2 separate regions of the Zea mays genome follow, and region 1 is linked to region 2. Evidence: chromatin contacts called from public Hi-C data. All regions are on one chromosome and are shown on one strand. Each heading gives the region's core, a stretch centred on a gene start, on an enhancer-like site or on the middle of the called end of the contact. The rest is flanking DNA. Distances are from core to core; before and after follow the strand shown. Region 1 holds the start of LOC100193007 (Tetratricopeptide repeat (TPR)-like superfamily protein). Region 2 holds the start of LOC100192018.

Region 1 (6,291 bases), core at 2,157-4,656, 160 kb before region 2:
CCGTATCACCTATTGAGGTAACAGGAAGAGTGGTGTCGTTACCTACAATTATAGAAGAAGGGGTTGTGGAATCGGGAGGATTTAAAGTAGAAATGTTACCGGACGTCAGGGTGGTGTGGTTGGAGGCCCCAGAGTCGGGGATCCAGTCGGTGATGGCGAGGGGAGGCTGCAACATCATGGTGTTGAAGGTACTGGTCGGCTGCTGTTGATCCCATGAGCTAGTCCAAGGAGTCCAGTTGGAAGGAATCGGATCCTGGTTTGGATATGCTGCTTGGGGAGGAGGCGCCACCTGGTGCGGTAGAGGTGAAGGGTGCGTGTTGAAGAGGACGCCCAAGAAGGCCAGCAGGGGGACCATAAAGTCCAGGGCCGTCAGTAAGGCCTGAGGAAGGGGCGCAGAGGGAGTTGCCTCGAGCGCGGCTGCTATCCACCAGAGAGGGTGTCAGGCCACATTTGGATGGTGGTCGTCCATGGATTGAAGAAGGACGGCCAGGGAGCACCACTACGGCCGCCACCGCAGCCCCGTCCATGGCGACGGTTGCGGTTGTGGCAGCCAGCACCACCATGGGAACCACCACTGCTGGTATTGGCTCTAGAGTGGCCAGTGTGGGTAGAGGAGCACGACAAAGAGGAAGAAGTGGCCGGCAGTGTAGTAGTCGCAGGCATCTTGGTGCTGTAGAGAGTCGGCGCCACGGAGTCCGGTCCCCCCATGAGTTCCTCCAGAATAAGGTCATCACAGACCTTCTTGAAGGACGGGAAAGGGGCGGAGCAGGTGATGATCGTGCAAAGGTTCTCATATCGCAGGTTGAGGCCATGGAGAAGTGCAAGGACAAGGATCCGATCATTGACCGGAGTGTTGAGATCAGCAAGAGCATCAGAAAAGCCTTTCATCTTACGGTAGTACTCTCTGATCGATAGATCTCCTTGAACGAAGTTGCCTTTCATCTTGCGGCAGTACTGTCTGATCGATAGATCTCCTTGAATGAAGTTGCAGAACTGGGCGTTAAGATGAAGAGCCTGCGTCTCCTAGTTCCCGAGGAACTGATTTTCCAGGGCAATCCAGGCTTGAAGGAGGTCGGCCTCCTCTTTCTCCTGGCATGCCTGCTCTTCAGGGGGAAGAAGGTTGTCGCCCATGGGGAGGGGGACGAAGGGCGACAATGGGGAGGGTGATGGGTGGCCGGTGTGGGGCTAGGAGGGAGGCGGCTAGAAGGAGCAGCGGCCGGGGCGGAAGCAAAAGGTAGGAATGGCTCTGATTACCATGTTAGAAGACAGGAAGGAGTAGAATCAGTAGTTCATTGATAGGCAAGTGCAATATTACATATATATAGGGTAGGACCCTTGAGAGCCAAGACACCTAGGGCCGGTGCACCCTGCCTGAGAAGGCAATCAACTCTACTAAGGAAAGGATATCTCTACTATGGAAAGGATCAATCACACACAGGTGAAAGGAGAGATATGCACAATCAGTCTAATATAGAAAAAAGAGAGATTCATTCTAACAGGACTTACTAGCATCTTCAGATTTTTTTTCTGAATCCAAATAGTTTAGTAAATTAATTATTGGATTGCCAAAAAGGAACACAAGGGTGCAATAATTTAATATCATAGAATTAAATTAAAGGTTGCCAGGCTCTAAAAATCCAAAGTCCAGGATGATGATTCCTAGATCATCATGGGACAAACCACCAAGAGGATTGTCCTGCAGATTCAACTAGTAGGAGAGGAGATAAGGTGACTATACATGGGAGAAACAAATTGAGATGGGAAACTAGATTTATATAAATCTTCACCAGCAATCTGAAAACAAGTTGTTGCCAATGCCATCTTTATATTGGAGGTAGCCTATAATTAAAATCTGTCTTACATCTACTTTATAACAAACCGAAAATATTAACCCTAATTCATACCATAGCACATATATTCACATGTTTTCTTCTACCTTGGTAGCAACTTATGTTGGAAGTACACCTTAACTCATCTGAAAACAACTTATCAGGTGATGCATTATAAGTTCATTCCATCAATTTTGGTGGAATTAACTCACTCCTCATGTATATACTAATTATTAGCTTATAAGGAATGTGGTGGTGATGGATCAACTCATTCTATTCCACAAACCAAATAAAAAAGTGAGGAGTAAGAAGAAGATGGATCACTTCATTCCTTAAACCAAACACATCCTAAACTTCCCTTTAGTATAATTCCTTCTTTTTTCCAATGTGACTCCATTTAGTAATTAATAACCAAAAATGGGAAAAACTCAGAAACAGAAGCTCTATTCAAATGTTCTTACACTGGATCACCAAGTAATGATAAACAAGTTTAGACTTTGCATAAAAGTTTACTGTTAGAATGTGACTCTAGGAATTGAGTATCTTCTGTTACAAGCTTGTATCTTGAAACCAACTATAACTCTTGAAAAATATAAGAGATGCCATTTAAAAAAACGTGCCAGTCACCAAAAGTTCCTGATAAGAATATACCTTGCTTCTAGTGTGAAGAGAATAAAACTTATAATAGTACAATGTGCAAGGAGAGTACCTTGATTCCAGTGCAACATCCTTTCGCCTCTTCTTGCTTTTAATCTGGGAGAAAAGCGAAGACATAATAGACCATCAGTGACTCCAATTTCTTCATATATATAGTGTGATCTGGCTTTCCTAATCACTGAACAAGACGTACAACTTCATAATTAGGAATATGCCCGTTAGAAGATGACTCCATTTCCTTCTAACACTAGTCCTTGCAAAACATGTGCTGCAGATAGAAGTAGGGAGGGAAATGGAGCATTGAGTCTACATACTTTTCTCTTATTGGTAGAATCCGCACTGAAGCCACGCCCATTGGCAGCAAAGCATCGAAAACTGAATACATTGTGGGTCATATGGAGAACCATCTTCGAACCACTGATACCAACGCTATGCCCAAATTGTTGCAACCATCCCTACAACATAGTCAAATTTTCTTCCATGATGAACGTATCCTCTGAATAAAGTAACGGTCCCAAAAATCAAAAGGCTCAAAGATATCAACCATTGTTATCATTTCTAATTTATGCAAAATACTTATAATCAAGAGTTGCAACAAATTTCTGCCCCTCCATTCAGGAGGAGGGGCAGCCGCAGTAAAAGAACATGGGTGTACACATATAAATTTTTGCCAAAAGTTGGAAGTTGGCAGGCATCAAATACTAGCAAATAGCTCTATGATAGGGTTTGGGTGCTCGGTTTCACACAGCGGGAAGGGAACAGAAGGAGGGGATTACCTGGTGGATGTTCATCGCCGGCAAATAGACCGACGAAGGCCTCGGAACCTGGCGTTAGGCGGCGGCAGTAGCCCCCCGCCTCACCCAGCCGTAGCAGAGAGGAAGGAGAGAGACAGCACTCGGGGTGAAGACACGTGAACGGATGCTGCGGTGTGAGAATCCAGTAGTACACAATGAACGAACGGGATAATGCGTTCGAACAAAAAAAGATGAAGGGTATTCTGAGGTATTCCTTTTTATTTTTATAATACCCTTTAAATCCAATTTTATGTTCGGTTGAAAGAATATAAATATGACTAGGTGAGTGCCCGTGCGTTGCAACGGGGACATATAATATCGTAGTAATTTATGTACATCTAGACAGTGTTAGGTAATACATGAAAACAAACAATATATATATTATCTTCGATCTTAATATCTTATAGGTATGTGCTCGTACATTGCAACGGAACATAAATTTATATAAATTGACGAGCCTCTAATGGCTCAGAGCCCTAGTGACAGGCGACGCGAGCGCAATGGTAATGGGAACCCTCATGGGGAACAGTGCCTTGTTGCAGAGGACGCGAGTCCGAGCGAGCCACCACTTGACGCCTTGAGCTCCATCGTCCTATTGTGAGGATGCATTTGCCACGAGCTCCCTATATAAAACGGGTTGCTCAGATCATAATAACTAAAACAATGGTGTGCCAAAACTTTTACTGCTACGCTTAAAGACTCAGACAATACTGACAAAGCTAACATATATCCTTATCTAATTGCCTCATTCTTGATGGCAGAAAAAATATAGATCAAACAAGCATATTAAGGTTATAGTATTGACACAAATACGCTTTCAAGATAATAACAAACCACATGTGTAGCTCAAGGTGTCTTGGCGGTAGGCACATACAAAAGCGTGGCCTCATACCCTCAGTGCATTAGAAACATGGAATGGTAACGGTGCCATGGGATTGGTAATGTTAGCCCAATACGAGGTATCCTGAAGCTTCTCATCTTCAAATCTGACGCTATCCACCTTAATCCGTTGAAATTTAGTCACAGTCTTGAGCTGTAGTAGATAAACAAAACATACCAGTGCGATCATTTGAGTGTTAAAACTATGTTTATGAGCCTATCTAAGCATGAATAGAGGTGTGGTACATAGTACAGTAGAATGTTTTTGATGCTCACATCTTGCATACTTTATCATCTTTACATCCGCCCTGCGGATGGACAAAACAGTCAGTAAACTGAAGCTGCTAAAATGTTCACTCGCAACCAGTATGATTACTGATCCATACAAAGCTTCAAGCAGAGGAAGTGAGTTGATGATCAGAAGGACAACTTACTGCAGCTTTTCGGGATGCCATAATCTCTTCTACAGGTGGTCGACCTGTCGTAGTAGGAAAAATGAGTGATCAAATTTGTTCACCCAATGTGAAATATTCAATGCACATCTGCATTAAGTTTCATTGAAGTTTTGATCCAACTACTGTAATTGTCTAAATAAATTCCTCATCTAAAATAAATTAACAGATTTATCCCAGGGAAAGGCATGTCAACCCTCCTTACTTGTCAGTAATAAGAAATTTGTAGAAATTAATCGCAACACATCAATCAAGACTAATCTTTTGCTCCTAAAAGTCCAAATCAGATCAAGGCATTAAGCAAGACTCCAATGGGAGGATTGACTAATGTTGAAATAGAAAACCATTCATAAAAATAGAAAACAACAAATTGACACTTATCTGAACGATTTTAGCCACCTCCCATCCATCAGACCATATCAGCAGCTAGGAATTACAAATTATAAAGCACAAACAAAAGGACAGGACACCAGTACAACATAATTCACATAAATAAATATGAAGGATTATTGGTCCAACTCAATATACTACCTTGTCTGCATGTCGAACACAATGTATAAGAGGATCCATAGTAGTTGTAGAGTTCCCATAAGGCTCATACATGGATATAGCAGGCTAAAATAGGCTAATAGAAATGTGTGTACAAATAGTAGTGGTGTCTAAAATAGCTAAAACTGACTATAGCGCCTGCTATAGGCGACTACATAGTTTTCTAGGGACAAAAGAATTGGACACACTACACCAAAATATTTCCCCTTTTTTCTTTATATTGGGAAACATAAATAAACAAAAGGATGATTTTTTGCTTCTATTGTTGATCAAGCAAGAGATAAACCTCATATTTCAGATAACATTCGAGAACATCTAAAAACATTGGACCACTTTCAGCACTCTTGCTCCCCACAGCTCCACTTTTGTTAGAGAAATCTTTCAGTTCATTGTATCAGAAGTCCGGCTGATTTACAAACAAAACAGGGAAACATATTAATGGTTATTGATATCCAAAATGTAAAAACGAAATATTATGAATGGTCACCAGTTACCAGGTTACACTCTGGAAAGTAAAGTTTCATTGTGTGACTTAGTTGTGGTCACTCCAAGTATTCACAAACAAGTGGAGTCAGTAACCTACCTGCAAGCAATAGAAATCCTAGAATGTAAAACCATTCCATGTTATGAGCAGCTTGCAAAACACATGGCTAAACTTAGTACTGAAGATCATTTAAGGCCAGCATAACAACCCTAAACATTTGAGATATCCTTGTTGGGACTTAAAACAACATAAACATTCACAACTGAATACAATAGGGGAATGCTTCTGGGACAAGGAATACCAATTTTGTTACCTTTCCAAGGAGCTGCACACTGGAGGCCCTAGAGTAGGACATAACGATCACGAGGAGGGTGCCCCTCATACATGAACTCAGCACAGCTAGTGTTCGTAGAAACTCATCATGCTGCACATTAGCACATTATCTGTTACAACCTATGGGACTAAGCTTGTGAAATGTATCTCAAATTATTGATTCGTTATGACAGTCACCTATAAGAAAGGTACAAAGTCTTTAAAAGCCATGCTCAAATTGGATGTCACTATTTAGGTCTATTTAAGGGTGAACATGTTGGACAATGATATCACAGTTAGGGAGCCCATCGCCAAACTACGTAACTTTAGTTTAA
Region 2 (6,220 bases), core at 2,957-5,456:
TTCTCAAATCATTCAAACGAATTCTCACATCAACAACTAAAGACATGGCCTGAACAATATTTTGATCTTTCTTTTGCAACAGAAAGGACAACTCATTTGTGATGCGAAGGATTTGCAACATCATCTTCATGATTAATACAAAACAAAATGACTCCATGTTAGCAACCAAACCTCCAGCCCTTGATGGATTTCGCTGGCCTTGATTCACAATTTCCAGAACTCCTATTATTGACTCCCACATTATTTCAATACGAAGCAAAGTCTTGTAGTGAGATCCCCATCTTGTATCTCCAGATCTAGCCAATGAAGTTTCTTGGTTTTGTCCTCTTCCAGATGAAATCTCACCATCATTCAATTTATCCACAAGAATTTTACGATGTTTATCAAGCAATACATACATCCTCTTGCAAGATCCACAAACATTGTTCACAATCAAGGTGACATATTCAAAAAATCCTCAATAGCTGGGCAACATCTTACGACAGAAACAACAACTAACTGCAATTGGTGAGCAAAACAATGGACATAGAAAACATCTTTGCTATGAGTTATGACTTTATGTTTTAAACTTGATCTTTGATTATCAAAATCCTCAAAAGTCGATCTTGCCCGATTGTGCAAACTACTTGGACCCCCAACATGTTTTCTAAATATCAACAGGGCATTCTTCCATTGCTTGAAGCCCATTTTTGTGAAAGTGTCATGACAAAATTTCTCATCTTTGCAATCATCTCTAAAAAGATAGCAATAAGCACTATCCTTCACCAAACTATATTCCAACCAATTGTGTTGCTTAAACCAATGTTCCTGAAATGACCTTTTATCATATGCTTTAGGAAAATTATGACCAATGGGTTGTGTTGGACCTTTTTCTATGAATGCCCTCCTAACTTCACTTCTAATATTAGGAGCAAATTGATCAACTGGAATGCGAATACTAGGATCAGAGATAATATGATCCATATGAAACTCATTGACTGTACTACCTGTTCCAATGACATCTTGTTCATATTGGACTTCTTCATTGTCCACCTCTTGGCCAACTCCACTCCCATGAGTACTTGGGTTTGTACTACTAGAAGCCCGACTAAAATAGCTTTTTAAATCTACAAATGTGCGACTTCATCCTCTTTCCCTTTGATTTGGCATAATTATTACCTGCAAGTTTGTGACAAACATTGTTTAAAAGGCGTCGCCTAGGCGACGCCTAGGCGTCCAGGCGTCAAATGTTGCTAGTTGTCCGCGCTGCCCAGGGAAGATCGAGTATGGCGTCCGCCTAGGCGCGGTAGGCGTCCGCCTAGGCGTGGTAGGCGTCTGGGCGATGCCTTTCTCCCCCTGGGCGACGCCTAACCTAGGGTTTTTTTGGCGCTAGATTTTGGTGCCCGCCTGTAAATTGGCGCGCGTTCTCCTGTGCGCGCGGCTGGCGGCTGTTCCTGTGCGCGCGACTCTTCCTGTGCGCGCGGCTATTCTATCCCCTTTCTTCCTGTGCGCGCGGCTCTTCCTCCCTGTGCGCGCCCTGCACGCGGCTGCTCCTCCCTGCGCGCGCCCTGCACGCGGCTGCTGCTCGCGGCATGCCAAAGCTGCTCGCCGCTCGCGGCTGCTCCTCGCTTGCTCGCGGCTGCTGCTCGCTGGGCGCGCGGCTGGCCGGCTGCTCCCCTTCCCTGGCGTCCCTCACTGGTAGGTCCTCCCCTGCTTCCTCTCAGGTGTCAACACCCAAAAATGATGTTCATCTTCCCCTGCTTTCCCTGGTTTGGTTACTTGGTATTTTGTAACAGCTGTTTGTAACAGCTACTAAGGCGTCGCCTAGGCGCCCGCCTAAGTCGCCTAGGCGGTCAGGCGGTGGCTGGGCGCCTAGTTCCGCCTAGCCGCCTTTTAAACCATGGTGACAAACATCAACATTCAAACAATCAACGTTCAAACAAAGAAGCGGAAGGCCTCGACGCGTGCTGCGCATGCTCGGTGGCTGGAACCTGGAAGCGGAAGGCGCGTGATCGGCGCGTGCTCGGGCCAAGCGGACGACGGGCGGAGGCGCGAAGCTGCTCCTACTCGCCTTCTCGGGCCGTCAGCCGCTCAGCGGACAGGCGAACGGCGCGCCGGAGTCGCGGAGCGGCTCGGTCCGAGCCCGAGCGAACAACGGACGACGGGCGAAGCACTTGAGCAGCGGAGGCGCGGAGAGGCTCGGTCCGAGCCCGAGCAGACGACGGACGGAGGCCGGAGGCGCGGAGCTGCTCGGGTCGTCGGGCGCTCGCCGGACGGGTGGACGGCGGCCGAGCGGACGATCGACAGAGGCACGGAGGTGGAGCGGCCCGCCTGCTAGGCGGTGTCGGCTGCTCGTGCCCTCGGCGCTCGGCTCGAGCGCTCGACCGGCTGAGTGGACGGCGGCCGGCTGACTGATTAGGGCTGACTGATTAGGGTTTAGAGAAGCTAGGCCGGACCTGGTTTTTTTTTGTATGGCTTGGGCCATAATGGGATTATGCCCCTCCGCCCCTGGCTACAGGTTCTCTTCTCACACATCTTAGCTGAAGCATATGCATGCCCATAAGACAGAAAATGGTAGCATAACTACCCAGCAAGATCTGCTTCGTTCAGGTAAATCATGTCTCAAAGAGAATCCATGCAAGTTTCAGACAAGTCCAATCAGAAAAGGATCCCATTTTCTATCTGTGATTAAATTAATGGCATGAAAATAGAGAGAACATTTATTTAATAGTTCAGGGTTATTAAGTATCAAATGGATCAACTAAAGATATGTTACTTGCTGACTTCGAAAACCTGATGTAGCCCTTGCTGAATTTCTCAAAAACAAATTGAGCCAGCAAAGATGCCCGGCTGTCCACCTGTAACTGTCTTTTCTGGTTTGTCACCCATTTGCTGTTGCACTCATTTTCACACAAGAATTTGAAAACCTGTAGAACCCTAGCATGACGAACAAGGGAAATGGCAAGCTGCATCTCATGCTTTCGCCCCAAGTAACCTTTCAGCACTACTTTCTTGAGGTGATGGCTGAGGCACTCTATGCGATCATCACCCATCTCATAATTCAATATTCTCATGCCCTGAGGAATAACCATGTGAGACTGCAACACAACAATAGCAAAATTCATGAGCACAAGCTTTAACCAGATATATGAACAAACAATCGATTTCAGGTACCGTGACATGGAGCGTCTCCAAGCAGGGGAAACACATCAGGAAGTCGGCCACAAACTTCAGCTGCGGATCTGACATCTCCAGCGCCAGCGTCCTCACAGACCGGAGGTCCGCCGCCAGTCTAACAGCGCACATGGAACGAAACAACGCCGAGCCGAGCTGCAGCTCCGGGATACCGATCCCAAGGTAGCCGAGCATCTGCAGCCTCGGCGCACGCGCTACATTTATCGATGGGCCCCAGTTGATGTCGTGTGCCAGCAGCCTCTCCAGGGCGGGCGCATCCTCGACGACGAGATGCTCCAGCTCAATGGCGCCCCTCTCCTGGACGCGCCACGGCGTCAGGGAGACCGACACTGTGAGGCTGCGGAGGCTCCAGGACCGCACGCGGAGGGTCCGGCAGCCGAAGACGCGGTCGAGCGATAGGCTGCCAAGCTTGGGGCAGCCGATCAGGAGGCCATGGAGCGCGGCGGCGGATGGGGCGATGGCAAGGCGGAGGGTCAGCTCGCCGAGGTGCGGGAAATAGACTTCGCCGTCCTCGGGGAGGCGGCAGTTGGTGAGCTCCGCGGTGCTGAGGGACCGGAAGGAGAGGAATGATGGAGGGAGGCGAAGGGTGTCGTCGGAGGGCAGCCGGAGGACGAGTTCCTGGAGGCTTTTGGCGGCGAGGGAGCGGAACCAGGAGTCGAGGTCGGAGGCGGAGGGACGGGCGAGGAGGATATGGAACCTCACAGCGCTGACGCAGTGGGAGGCGAGGATCCGGGACATGGCAACGCAGAGGGAGGAGGTGGGGACGGGGAGGTGGGAGTCGAGGAGGTGGAGTGGCGCGGAGGGCCATAGGCGGCGCCAGCGGTGGGATAGGATTTGGGTTCGCCCGGCGGCAGGGAGGGGGAGAAGGGAGAGGATGGTGGCGAGGATGCAATCCGGTAGGAGGCTGATAAGATCGGGGTCCTCATCGTCGTCGTGGGCGGCGGCGACGGAGGGGATTGGATTTGCTAGGGCATTGTCCGCCATTTTGCGGAAGAAAGGAAGCGAATTGGCAGAGGGCCTTCATATGTTTTTTTGCCACTCTAAACTCTAAAGTACAGATGGATTCTAATCATCTTTAATATTCAAAATAAACTAGTCGATTGACCGTACGTTACGACGAATTACAACAATATCCATATAAACTATCCATCAAAAATTTTAATATTTTTATTGATTGTCTCTACTTTTCGTATAATATTTTTTTGATTTTGCTAACTGATGTATTATTTACTCCATCCAACATGTCTTGGTATAACACGACCAACAAAGTGAGCGATTAGAAGAGAGTTCACAATGACTGACTGAACGAACAGAGATTATAAAATAACATAATTCCACCATACAGAGACCAAATAAGAGAAAATTTGTAAGCTCAAGTTTCTAAAATAAGTCACGTGAACTCAAACTTATAAAAAAGATAGATCAAAATATAGAGTGATTGCTAAAGTCAGACATCAATAAAAACTGGATGTGCTTCATATAAATTATGCTACTTCGTAACAATTACTAATATTTAACACAACAAATAACTTTTCATTTTTACTGTTAGTCTGATAAATCACTGTTGCTCTATCCAATTCAGTAACATCAAACACCATAGAGTCCATTGCACCAATATGGTCTCAGAAACGACCTAATGCTTGCAAGGGCCAAGAACGTCGTGCCGTGCTTGGGCTGTAGCCTTGACCCGTAGTGCTAGTCCGGTCCGTCACGATTATATTTTTTATTTTACAAAAACGTATATACATATATATATAATTTATATTTAATATTAAAAATATCTGAGCATGATGTTCTACTGGTTTGACAGCTTTACCTAGTATCTCTCGTCCTTCTTTCATCAGGGCATGCGTTCAAACCCCACCTCCTGCACCATTTTTTAACATTTTACGCCCATTTAATCAAATGGGTCGATGGGCTAACGGGCTGGCTCAGCACAGTCAGCAGGCCGGCATGACGTGCCTGGGCCAGAGTTGTGGCCCACGGACGTCTGGCCCGTGCCGGACCGTCGTTTGGCCATCTATAGGCGTGCGACGAATTAATTTGAAATAGCTGTAAGGGGTTATTTATAAAAAGATGACGCTGGACGACATTTTAAGCCCATGTTATCAAATGGGTCGACGGGCTAATGAGCTGCCCAGCACAGTCAGCAGGCCGGCATGACATGCCTCAGCCAGAGTTGTGGCCCGCGGGCGTTTGGCCCGTGTCGAGCCGTCGTTTGGCCATCTATAGGCGTGCGGCGGATTAATTTGAAATAACTGTAAGGGGCTATTTGTAAAAAGATGACATGTGACGACCGTTGAAACTGATGTTTTAAGTATAGTATAGATATATATAATTTAGAGCTAATTTTTAGTTATGTTATTAAACATATAATAATAATAATTTTTGTATAATTATTACGCATTATTTTCTCCATACAACGAAAGGGTGGAAACTTATATGTGCCTAAATGGAATTTTATATCTATTATATGAGAAAAACGTATAATAAATTTGATGTTTACTTTTTATGAATCTTAACCAGCTCAATACTATGGGATTGTTTGGTTTAGCTTTTTTACGATTAGTTTTTATGAGAATCTAGCTATGAGGAGAATCGAGTATTGTATGAATTACATGTAAAAGAAGATGAATATGTCTATGGGGTTGAGGATTAAGATCGGGGTCCTCATCGTCGTCGGCGGTGACAAAGGGGATTGGATTCGCAAGGGCAATGTCCGCCATCTGGTGAAGAAAGAAGCGGATTGGGCGAGGGCTTTTATATGTTTTTTCGCCACTCTAAAGTGCATCTGACAAGACAAATTTAGTAGTTTAAAATAAATATACACAAAATTTAGGAATAATTTTTAGTTATATTTTTAAGCATATTATAAAAAGGTAAGAATATTTTGTTGTATAATTTTTATGTATTATTTTCTCTCTACAACGAAAAAGGTGAAAAATCCGAAATTATATATCTATTATTTGAGAAGACATAAGATTTATTTTTTACTTAACAAGATCAATTCTAAAAACAAGAATACAAATTTGCATAGAAAATTATA

The links. A called contact is a pair of places that touch in the nucleus more often than the background predicts.
Region 1: a Hi-C map of ear shows a contact between it and region 2, with 3 times the contacts expected there. The contact joins the promoter of LOC100193007 here to the promoter of LOC100192018 in region 2. A contact is called at or near these places in 2 of 25 Hi-C or Micro-C datasets (ear and leaf).

Annotation. Positions count from the first base shown.
Region 1 is chr7:31,523,465-31,529,755 of Zm-B73-REFERENCE-NAM-5.0, reverse strand. It overlaps LOC100193007 (Tetratricopeptide repeat (TPR)-like superfamily protein), which reads right to left and starts at 3,406. Exons shown (of 16, transcript NM_001138175.1): 1 at 3,263-3,406; 2 at 2,801-2,941; 3 at 2,539-2,582. The coding sequence starts at 3,277. It also overlaps the pseudogene LOC103633809.
Region 2 is chr7:31,367,279-31,373,498 of Zm-B73-REFERENCE-NAM-5.0, reverse strand. LOC100192018 reads right to left here and starts at 4,206. Exons shown (of 2, transcript NM_001367467.1): 1 at 3,154-4,206; 2 at 2,637-3,077. The coding sequence starts at 4,158. The coding sequence ends at 2,721.